Regions from separate parts of the Sus scrofa genome. Here region 1 is linked to region 2. A link is a contact called in public Hi-C data. All regions are on one chromosome and are shown on one strand. The core of a region is the stretch at or near the end of the contact, and the rest is flanking DNA. Distances in the headings are between cores, read along the strand shown.

Region 1 (5,818 bases), core at 243-2,742, 100 kb after region 2:
GTGTGTTAGGTGACAGGGAGCCCTCTGGGTTCTTGATGGTGAAGGGCAAGTATAGCAGGAAGTGTTGTGGGAGACCAGCAGGAGGAAGACCGACTGGAGGCTTTTGGAGTGGTCCTCATTTGTGATGGGGGAGCCTGGTGTCCTGGGGATATTTGGAGCAGATCTGGGATTCCAGAGAGTGGGCTCCACATGGTACATGTGAGCCATAGTTTAGGAAGAGTAGAAGTGGGGGACAGAACCTTCCTGCAGCTGTGCAGTAGGAGCGTCAGCTTATAAGGCAGAATGAGAGAGTACCCCAGGCTGCCCTCTGACCCAGGGAGTGTGTAGAGTCCTGCCTTGACGTCTGCACATGGGGCCCGGCAGTTGAAGGAAGCACACAGGTGGAGCCTCCTTCAGCACCTGCCCCACGATGCTGACACTCTAGATACTCTAGCCTCAGCCCAGGCCCCGTGCTCCACCCCATTGTCTACACACCATGGGCCCAAGATGTTTGTTCCTTTCACTCCCTACACTATGCTTTTGCTCAGGATTTTCCTTCTCCCAATGTCAGCCTTAGAAATTTGACCAGCTCTCAATCATCGAATTCAAAGACTGCTTCCATTAAGAATAGTACTGACCGCTCCCGTTGTGTGGTCTGCTGAGTACCAGACACAGGTCTGAGGGTCCTACACCCAACATGTCTAATCTCTGTAGTAATCTCACCAAGGGATGTAATCGCCTCATTTTACAGATGAGTAAACTGAGGCTAGTGAGGTTAAGTAACTTCACAGAAGGTGGCAGCCTGGGATTTGAATCTAGGCATCTTGGCTTCAGAGTTCTTGGCCTTTGCATGCCCACAGTCTTCTCTGACACACATGCTTCAGCCTTCCTTGTTTTGGTGCTTTCCCAGGCTGTTGTCTGTGGACATCTCTCTTCTTCCCAGCCTGTAAGGTTCTTGAGGACAAGATGTACATCAATATATATGCTCCCAATACTTTCGCCTGCTTCTCCCAGGGAAGCACTAGTGGTTGCTGGTGATGCCCTAGGCAAGGACCCAGAAATGACTAGCTGTCAGGCACAGTGGGATGCTCCTGCTGGCTGGGAGTGTTTTCTTCTAGGGCTAGACTCCAGGAAGAAGTGGAGAGCTTACCCGTGATGCACTTAGGGGGCTGTTGGCCAGACCTGCTTAGAAGCAAAGGTAGGAGTCTTGAAAGAGGAGAGAATCCTGGGAAGGAGAAGGCTGTGACAGTTGATTTTGAGAGGAGAATGTGAGTTTTTACCCAGTGCCCAGAGGTGCGGGAGTAGAGGGGGCCAAGCTGAGGTCATATTGGAAGGGATAGGGAGATATATGTTGGCCAGATGTGAGGAAGGCCTTTGTGATTTTGAGAGCAGCTTGAGGCTACAAAGAAAGAGTCACCTTGAAAGAGGGAGCTTCCTGTTATAGGAGGCCCTAGGAGGGCTGGAGCAGCTGCTTCTAAAGGGAGTGACACAGAAGATGAGTCACCATCTGTAGACCGCACTAGAAGACTGTTATGGTCCCGCCAACTTGGAGATTCTGTGATTCATTTGACATGAAATGTGACGTTGTGGGCCTAATGTCATTGCTTTTGTCAAGAGTTCTATTCCTAGAGGCAGGACGGATGAAGAGGTTCTTATGGAGTTGATGACAGAGCGATGTCATCAGCCGCTTTGCTGTCTGCCGCATTTAGCAGCCTTTAATTGTCACCCTCCTCTGCTTGGACAGTCTCTGAGCTGTGGGTGGGCCCAGGTGACTGCACTAGGAACACGTGGGCTTGGGCAAAGGTTCTTACAAAACCTTGTTTAGGAGAGTGAGTGCTGCCTGGCAGAGGACAGAATCTTGGTGGGAGAGGAAGCCCACCTGCAGGGCCAATCTGCCACTTCCTAGGGAATTGTATTGGTGGCAAGTTGCTTTTTAGGGGTGAGTTCCTGGGCTGCAGCCAGACCATCCTTCTATTTGGGCCCAGGGGGCAGTGAGCTACACCATCCGGTACTTCTGGTAGCCCTGCAGTAGGATGAGAGCCCAGAGCCAGAACTGACATTTCCATTTCCATCCCAGCTCTTTCCCCCTTCTTTTTTTTTTTCCTAGGGCCGAACCCGCAGCAATATGGAGGTTCCCAGGCTAGGGGTCTAATCAGAGCTACAGCTGCCAGCCTACGCCAGAGCCACAGCAACACCAGATCTGAGCCTCGTCTGCGACTTACACCACAGCTTATGGCAATGCTGGATCCTTAACCCTCTGATGGAGGCCAGGGATCAAACCCAGAACCTCATGTTCCTAGTCAGATTCGTTTCTGCTGTGCCACGATGGGAACTCCTCTTTCCTCTTTTTTTTTTTTTTTTTTGGTCTTTTTCTAGGGCTGCACCTGAGCTGAGGCATATGGAGGTTCCCAGGCTAGGGGTCTAATTGGAGCCATGGCTGCCGGCCTACGCCAGAGCCCACAGATATGCCAGATCCAAGTCACGTCTGTGACCTACACCACAGATCATGGCAAAGCCAGATCCTTAACCCACAGAGCAAGGCCAGGGATCGAACCCACAACCTCATGGTTCCTAGTCAGATTCGTTAAACACTGAGCCACGACGGGAACTCCCTCTTTCCTCCTTCTTAAAGTGACTCTAACACTTGCTATATTCTGACCTGGGATGCTGTTGATAACATGAGGTGCATAGCCTGTGGTGTGTCCTGGTGCTCTCCAGGTGAAGGGGGCCACTGCCTGTGGGGGCTGCTTGTGCAGCCTGGTTCATATGCTCTGACAAGGAGCTGTTGGGTGAGCAGGGATAGGACCTTGCCCCAGAGCCATGGGGAGACTGCCTGGAGATGTGGGAGAGCTGGAACCTGGACGTGTGCAGTCAGAAGAGCGAAATACAAGGAGGCAGGTGACATATTTCTGGGCTTGTGCTTGAATTCAGCTGGATTCCTTTAATTGCTTCATGTTCCCACCTCTGGTGTGACTGGGGGCCGTAGCAGACCTTCAGCTCACCACTCTTCTCTTGCTGTCCTCTGCAGCAAGTCAGAGGCTGGTCCTCCCATGGCAGTCTCAATGGCTGACAGCACAAGAAAACACAAATGATTTAGAATTCTTTGCTGTGAGGTATACCTGAGCCCTTCCTCCTTGCCTGGTTGCTGGTGGCTGCTGGGTGTCCAGTGCGGGATGATGCCGCTGGATCTTTGCGAGGATCCCAGTAGGGTGAGCAGAGGCCCCCTTACTTGTCCAGGAGGGATTCCTCTGGAGGGGCCATCCCTACCTCACCAAAGCTCCTGGTTCACAGTAGGTGTTCAACAGATACATCTCCTTTCCTTACTGCGGGAGCAGATGTCCTCAGTTCATATCCCTGACTGGACCCTGGGAGATGGCATGGTTTGGTCCACTGGGTGTGGGCACTGGCCGCTTCCTGGACCCTTTGGTCAGAGACCTCTTGGAGGAAGGTAAGGGTGGCTCTCATCTTGTGGGGGCAGGAGGCTGGCCCTGAGTGGAGAGGGGCAGCAGCTCCCTCATCTGCCACCCCTGGGCTACACTTGGCTCCCTGGAGCCTTGTCCTTTAGCCATCCCTCTGCTGTTGTTGCCCTGGTTACACACTTACCTCCTGTGGTGGCAGAAACAGATGCTCCCCACATTGTATTCAGCCATTTTTGCCAGAATGCCTTGCTCTGACCACCTGTGGCATCTTGTTAACCCAGGATCAGAGCCTCTTTTCATCATTGCTCTTTCCCACCCCCTGCTGAGGCCTCTCCAACAAAGAGGTGTATTGTGGGTTGTATTCTGAGCAGCTCCCAGAGCCCCATCCATCCCCTCCCTCTCCCGATCTTTCCATTGTCTCTCTCCACTTGGATAGCTCTGCCCTTTCACGGGCCTTACTGCTTCTAGGCCCTTGAGTTCCTCTGGGAGCTGCCAGGGCTGTTGTTGCTCCCACATTTTTTTTTTTTTTTTTTTGTCTTTTTGTTTTTTGTGTTGTTGTTGTTGTTGCTATTTCTTGGGCCGCTCCTGCGGCATATGGAGGTTCCCAGGCTAGGGGTTGAATCGGAGCTGTAGCCACCGGCCTACGCCAGAGCCACAGCAACGCGGGATCCGAGCCACGTCTGCAACCTACACCACAGCTCACGGCAACGCTGGATCATTAACCCACTGAGCAAGGGCAGGGACCGAACCTGCATCCTCATGGTTCCTAGTCGGATTCGTTAACCACTGCGCCACGACGGGAACTCCGCTCCCACATTCTGACTCTTTAAATCTGCCAAGAGCCTCCCACACTCATCTCCCTCCTGCCGCCACTGAGGTGGTTAAAGGTGACCGGGTCCAATCACCCTGCCACCGGCTTTGCTCTCCAGACTCTCCTTCCTTCCACAAATTCACCCTTCTTGTGCGTTCTTGCCTGGCCTCAGTTTCTTCCAGTGTGAGTGTGGTGCCCAGACCTGAGCATCACTCCAGTGTGGCCTGGCTGGCTTGGACCAGAAGGCTGAGTCACCTTCAGCTCTTCACTCATCCTGCCACGTAGACCAAATGCCTGCCCTGAGTTGAGTCCTGTGTACCCGAGTTCCAGGGAAACAGATCTCTGGAAACAGAGGCCATAGTATGGGAGACATGCTAACAAACCACCAGAGATCTAAACTGCCTCAGAAATTAGAATGGGAGGAAGTTAAAAAAACAAACAGACCAGATTGGGCCTTGAAAATCACCTCACTTCAGTGGAGATAGAGGAGACCACTGTGCAGCTGGCTCTGAAATCAGTACCTCTAAGGCTGTTCTAGGACATTATTGAAAGTAGATACTACCTGATTGCTGACACAGGTTGCTAACATCCCAGGTTCCAAAGCAAGCACACACATTCTTGCTCACTCTTTTTTTTTTTGTCTGTACCCACAGCATGCGAAATTCCTGGGCCAGGGATCAAACCTGTGCCACAGCAGCAACCTGAGCCACAGCAGTGACAATGCCAGATCCTTAACTCATAGGCCACCAGGCAACTCCCATCCTTCCTCACTTTTTTTTTTTTTTTCTTCCTCTCTTTTGAGTTTCACTCTCTCCCTCCTTTTCAGGTCCTCCACTTTGTAGACTCTGGGCAGACACAGGTCGGGGCACAAGATTTTATTTCGTTACTCAAATTTTAGAATGCAGCTTCACTAACCCTTAAGTTGTCACACCTTTTCTCACTTTATTTATTTTTAATTTTTTTTTTTTTAGGGCTGCATCTGCAGCGTAGGGAATTTCCCAGGCTAGGGGTCAAATCTGAACTGTAGCTGCCGGCCTACACCACAGCCGCAGTAATACCAGATCCAAGCTTCATCTGCGACCTACATCACAGCTCACAGCAACACCGGATCCTTAACCCACTGAACGAAGCCAGGGAACAAACCTGCATCCTCATGGATGCTTAGTTGAGTTTGTTACCGCTGAGCCACAGGGTAACTCCTGCATTTTATTTTTATCTTCATTCTCTGCCTCTTTTAATAACTCTCTTATCTTCCTTCTTTCTCTCCTGTCAGGCTCTCTACCGCACTGACTTTCTCTTTTATGCTACTCAGGTCCTCCCCCACCCCCACCTAGTCCCAGGATGTTGGATTCTGTCTCGTCTGGAAGATGGTATCTTAAGCAGAGAAGGGGATGCTGGCTCCACTGCCACAGTATCTTAATTCTGCCGGTTTTTTCAAAACACTTTTCCTTATGGTCAACAGCAGAATGTGCTGTTCTTGTCATACTAATAGTTCTGCCTTCTTGAGTAAATTTCTCAAAATTTCCTCTGTGCCCTTTTCTCTCCTCTCATTCAGGCCCATGTCAATACAGGAAGGAGGTCTTTGAGGGTGAGAATACTGGGTCTGAAA
Region 2 (6,005 bases), core at 194-2,693:
GGGAAACTCCATTCTGGACACTGAATTGTTAATGTAAACTTGGTTCCCTCACCTATGAGGTACCTCATTTCGTCATCACTAAAGAGAAGCCCCTCCTCTACACCAGGTTCCTAACTGCCATCAAAGGCTGCTGCTTAGACCAGGCCATGCCTACAGCCAGGTAACAGAGGCAGCCACTATTAATCCCCTCTGCAGCCCAGACCCATACAGCTCAGCAGCTCACACAAGTCACAAGGGTCAATCAGGAGACCTCAAACTTTGACCAAAAGGAACAGCTCAGTATTGGGCTTACCCATCTCTTCCTTTGCTGACAATCTTCACCTCAAAGTAATAAATGCCACAGGCAGCAGGTATGGGGTGGGTGGCGCGCACTGAGGCTGCATCTTTGTGATTTTTGCCATGACCTAGTAAGAGAGGACAAAGAAATTTCAGCAAAAGGAAATGCAAATGGAAGACTCATTCTTCTCTGCTCCACAGCAACTTCACCCCTCATAGCCAGAGGAAGCCCTTTCCTGGTCCAAGGTGTAATTAGACAACAACTGAGCAAACACACAAACCTCCCACCTCATCCTCAGAACAGTAGCACTGTCTGAGACACTGTCTCCATACAAACCACAGGAGGCATATGCAAGGTGGGTGACAAGTGAGAGATTCCCTCGTGCTGCTGCCAGACTCTCCAGAATACAAGCAGCCAAGCAGCCCACTTAGGAGACTAAGGGAGGAAGAGGCAGCCCTGGAAGATGGCCCCACAACTTTAGCACAGAACCGTAGGCAGTGTCTGAGATGTCCAGCAGGTAAGCAAGCTCATGCACCTCTGGCTAATAGAGAGGATGAGACCACTAATGTCTACAGAGACGTTTAAAGCTAAGCAGTGGTGAAGGGCCCAGGGAGAGTTCCAACTACCACAGGACAGGCAAGAAGGCCTTGGGTGCAATGTCCAACCCAGCACTGGGTTTGGACACCTGTTGAGGTTCTCCTGACATCCGAAGTCTCACGGCAGAGTAGGCTAAGCAGCCAATCCTCGGTCTGGTCAGCCCACCACCCAAACACCCAACAGGAGCTAAGGCCTAATCCGGAGCTTGGGGAAAGGAAGTGATGAAGCAGGGGCTGGACAGCACAGCCACCCTGCTGACGCTCTGGCCTTTTACCCCCCGCGGCCAAACAGGCCGATACCTTTGTAGTGGACGCGGAGGTTGCCCTGGGAGAGGCCGATATAGTTGTACTTGTCCTTGGGGCTCCAGGAGCGCGGCAGCGGCGTCTCATGCTGGTTGACCGCGGGATACAGGCGCTGCAGGCGCCGGCTCAGTTCCTGCTCCCCCGGAGACGGCAGCCCGCCCCCAGCGCCCCCGCCGGAGGAGTCTCCAACCTGCGGGCTCCCAGCTCCCGGATCCGCCGTCGCCGCCGCCATCTTGGAGGGAGCTGCTATTGTGTCACTGGGGGCGGGGAAGAACAGGACTAGATCCGCCCCGCTCAGCCAATGGCCGGAGAGCAAACCCGGGCCGCAGGGAAATCGAGTCCGAGTTAGGTACCTCTCTTTGCATACTGCCACGCCCTGCCATATTTCGGACTTCATTTCCCAGAATGCAGAGCTCTCCATAGGGAGGCTAGCTCGGGCTGGTAAAGAACTTTGGGAGATGTAGTACAAACCGACTCAGTCATAAGCCTGCTTAGCCAAGCTATTAGGACACCAAAAACTACAGTTCCCGCTGGCAACGCGATTCTGGCCTCTCACTTCGCCTCCCTCACCCATGGCCTCTGTTTATCCTCCTGCCTCAATTCTGGTCGCTAGAGTCATATCTGCTGTAGTGACAGACTCTGAGAAGACCCTATTCCCAAGTCTGACCCCATCTTGGCTACTTGGCCTTCCTCCTAGCCCGCGGGCTCTGGGCTGGGGGCAAGACACAACCTTGACCCCGCCCCCGCCGCTGGGCTGCTGGGAACTGGTCGCCATGGCGACGAGCTGTACACTAGCACGGCTTTCCAGTTCGCGAGTGCTGGCTGCACGGCTGCCCTAGGGTCATGGCCTCCTCCAAACCGCAGTGCCCCAGCTTGGCGACCACGTCGAGGTAAGCGCTGGCAGGGCTGAGGGCGGAGAAGAGGGCTTTACTACTTCCAGAAAAAGAAATAAATGGTACCTGATTCGGACCTCTCTCCGTTGGTCTGGGGCTCCAACCGCACAGGATAGGTGATGAAGAAACAGAATCTCAGATGACTCCTCAGCTCAGGGAGGCCGTTACATTCTTGTAAAAGGGCAGGCATACTTTATCATTAGTAACAGCCATCTTGTTTGTATTGAGCGTGCCAAGTTTTTTTGTTTGTTTGTTTGTTTGTGTTTTTTTATCTTTTTAGGGCCGCACCAGCGGCGTATGGAAATAACCAAGCTAGGGGTCGAATGGGAGCTGCAGCTGCCGGCCTATATCACAGCCACAGCAACACTAGATCCGAGCCACGTCTGGGACCTGCACCTCAGGTCAGGACAACACAAGATCCTTAACCCACTGAACAAGGCCAGGGATGGAACCCGCATCCTCACGTATCTTCTGTCCGGTTCTTAATGCGCTGAGCCACAGCCGGAATTGTGCCATGCTCTTTACATAGCACAATTAACCCTCACAACAACTCTATGAATTAGTAATATCACCATTTTACAAATAGAGAAATAGAAGTCTAGAGAGATCATGAGTTTTACACCTGTTTATAAATGACTGAGCTAGGATTCAAACCCAGCCAGGCATGTGTGATTCCTGAAACTGAGCGCTTAGCCACAAGGTTAACAGCCTCTGCACCCACTGGTTTATGACAAAGAAGCATCACTAAGCAGCCTAGAAACATCCCGAGGCCTCCTGCTAGCTCCTGCCTGTATTCAGGGTGCAGCCTCTGGACACTGAAAATAAGATAACAAGCTCCGTTAGCCAGGAAAGTCACAAAGCATATATTTAAAACAAAAAATTTTGGAGTTCCCATCGTGGCTCAGTGGAAAGAAATCCAACTAGGAACCACGAGGTGGCAGGATCAATCCCTGGCCTTGCTCAGTGGTTAAGGATCCAGCTTTTTGGTGAGCTGTGGTATCGGTCATAGATGTGGCTCGGATCTGGTGTTGCTGTGGCTGTTGTGTAGGCCAGCAGCTATAGCTCCAATTAGACCCCTAGCCTGGGAACCTCCATATGCCGCAAGTGCAGCCCTAAAAAGCAAAAAACAGGGCAAATACCTTTCTAGCTCTAGAGAAGGCCCTTAAGTTCTGGGCCTCTGTTTCCATATCTCAAATATGGGAATGATACAGCCCACCTTACATTTTCAGGAAAATTTAGGCAGCGTGTATGAAGCTCTCATGACAGATCTTGCACATATTAAGCCTTCGGTGTTTAATGAGTGTATTTTCTCACTTCTACTCATTCCTAATGAAAAAACCTGATCGCACCTAAACTCTAATCCCCCAGGGTATGTGCTACCTTGGCAGAGAAAACTTACAAAAGTTAGGAAATTAAATGCCAATTTGATTATTCTATCCAGAGCTAAAATGAATCTACAAAAACCAGACAGTAGGCATGTGAAAAGGTGTTTTTACCCAACACAGGAAAGATTTAGGAAATGCAGTCATATTTGAAAGGGATATGAAATAGACTCAGAAAGGGAATCCCCATGTATTTTTAAAAGGAAGCATAATGTAATTGCTGAGGCTGAATTTGGTAGCCATACAAAACATCATTCCTACCCATATTCTTTTCTTTTTTTGGCCATGCCTGTGGCATTTGGAAGTTCCTGGGCCAGGGATCAAACTCATGCCTTAGCAGCAACCAAAGACACTGCAGTGACAATGCCAGATCCTTAACCCACTACACCACAAGAGAACGCCCATTCCTGCCCATATTCTTAATTGACCAGTATTTAGTGGTGTATAACAGGCCAGGCTCACTGCTTCCCTTAGAGGCATAGCATGGGTGTCCTCCTCCAGCTCTCCCTTAGAGCAGATCCCGGATGAGAGGTAGGCCAGACGTTAGCACTACACATATGCCAGTAGAACCCTCTAAAAGGAATCTTTGAGTTCCTGTCCTGGCTCAGTGGAAATTAATCTGAATAGCATCCGTGAGGACGCAGGTTCCATCCCTGGCCTCACTCAGTGGGTTAAGGATCTGGCATTGCCATGAATTGTGCTGTAGATCGCAGACATGGCTCAGATCTGGCATTGCTGTGGCTGGGGTATAGGCCAGAGGTTACAGCTCCGATTTGACCACTAGACTGGGACTCCATATGTTGCAGGTGCTGCCTTAAAAAGAATAAATAAATAAATAAATATTAGAAATACAGATATCTGTTTCCCGTTCCCCTCTGAAAATTGGTATAAAGTATTAAATATAATATTAAAGAAGCATCCTAAGGCTTTTTTAATTTTTTGTTTTGTCTTTTTGCCTCTTCTAGGGCTGCTCCTGTGGCATATGGAGGTTCCCAGGCTAGAGGTTGAATCGGAGCTGTAGCCTCCAGCCTACGCCAGAGCCACAGCAACACAGGATCCGAGCTGCATCTGCGACCTACACCACAGCTCACAGCAATGCCAGATCCTTAACCCACTGAGCAAGGTCAAGCATCAAACCTGCAACCTCATAGTTCCTAGTTGGATTCATTAACTACTGAGCCACAATGGGAACTCCTTCCTAAGGATTTTTGGGTAAGTGTATAGATTCCACCAGGTGTTTTTAAAATTATTATTTGCAAATCTGTTTTTGAACTCCCAAAACTAACGCATTTGGGAGTTCCCATAGTGGCTCATTGGTTAACAAACCCAACTAGTATCCATGAGGATGGGGTTCGGTCCCTGGCCTCGCTCAGTGGGTTAAGGATCCAGCATTACGATGAGCTGTGGTATAGGTTGCAGACACAGCTCAGATGGTGTTGCCTTGGCTGTGGCGTAGGCTGGCAGCTATAGCTCCAATTCGATCCCTACCCTGGGAACCTCCATATGCCTCGGGTGTAGCCCTAAAAAGACAAAAGAAAAAAAAAAAGGGAAAAAAACCTAACATGTTGGGAGTTCCTGTTATGGCACAGCAGAAACAAATCTGACTAGTATCCATGAGGATATGGCCTCTCTCAGTGGGCTCTGGCCTCTCTCAGTGGGTTGGGGATCTGGCATGGCTGTGAGCTTCGGTGTAGGTCACAGATGAGGCTTGGATCCTCAGTTGCTATGGGTGTGGCTGTGGCCAGCAGCTACAGCTGCGATTCAGCCCCTAGCCTGGGAACTTTTTATGTTGCAGGTGCGGCCCCAAAAGCAAGCAAACAAACAAAACAAAACTAACATGTCACCAGGAGTTCCCATGGTTGGCTCATCAGGTTAAGACTCAAAGTAGTATCCACGAGGATGAGGGTTCAATCCTTGGCCTCGTTCAGTGAGTTAAGGATCTGGTGTTGCTGCAAGTTGCAGCATAGGTTGCAGATCCCGCTTGGATCCAGCATTGCTTGGCTGTGGCACAGACATGCAGCTGCAGCTCTGATTTGACCTCTAGCGCAGGAACTTCCATTTGCCCCAGGTGTGGCCGTAAAAATAAATAAATAAATAATAAATAAATAAAATAAAATTTTAAAAATAAAACAAATTTATTACAACTGCACTAATACAATAGCTAGTAGGAAAAATGTGCTATTTAAAATTAAATAAAATTAAAAATTTAGGCCAAATGTATTAGACAATACAGGTGTAGAACTCTATTGTACACAATTATGCATCTAGAAAGCTTCTTTCTTTTTTGGATCTGCTGTTCTTTGCTAGCTAGCAGTTTTAAGAGCTTCCTCCTCAGCCCAAAAGACAATAGAAAAGCAAATCTGTATTTTCAGGTAGGAAAATACCACATAGCTTTTTTTCTTGTGTAAACATGATTTGGCATTGTAACTCAATGTTTGAATGCTATGGGAGCAACTAATTTGTAGCAATCAGTCCTGATACTAAGAATTGGCATCTATGAATCTGAGGTGTGACTCTGTTACCCTAAACCAGAAGTCAGGGAGCTTTTCCCTAA

The links. A called contact is a pair of places that touch in the nucleus more often than the background predicts.
Region 1: a Hi-C map of embryonic fibroblasts shows a contact between it and region 2, with 4 times the contacts expected there. The contact joins the enhancer-like site here to the promoter of RANBP10 in region 2. A contact is called at or near these places in 1 of 5 promoter capture datasets (fetal liver), 3 of 47 Hi-C or Micro-C datasets (embryonic fibroblasts, skeletal muscle and subcutaneous adipose tissue) and 2 of 2 datasets of contacts at active chromatin or transcription factors (alveolar macrophages and skeletal muscle).

The regions. Positions count from the first base shown.
Region 1 is chr6:28,527,454-28,533,271 of Sscrofa11.1, forward strand. The region is part of intron 2 of PSKH1 (serine/threonine-protein kinase H1); the gene reads left to right. Among named protein-coding and RNA genes, the nearest start is that of CTRL, 12 kb to the right of the region's middle. Within about 2 kb of position 1,493, at least 13 of the 83 cell types and tissues checked have an H3K27ac peak or open chromatin away from gene starts, as enhancers often do. A contact at or near this core is called in alveolar macrophages and embryonic fibroblasts, where this site is marked.
Region 2 is chr6:28,426,940-28,432,944 of Sscrofa11.1, forward strand. It overlaps RANBP10 (ran-binding protein 10), which reads right to left and starts at 1,444. Exons shown (of 14, transcript XM_003355780.5): 1 at 1,174-1,444; 2 at 293-404. The coding sequence starts at 1,408. It overlaps TSNAXIP1 (translin-associated factor X-interacting protein 1), which reads left to right and starts at 1,592. Exons shown (of 16, transcript XM_021094108.1): 1 at 1,592-2,066. The coding sequence starts at 2,020.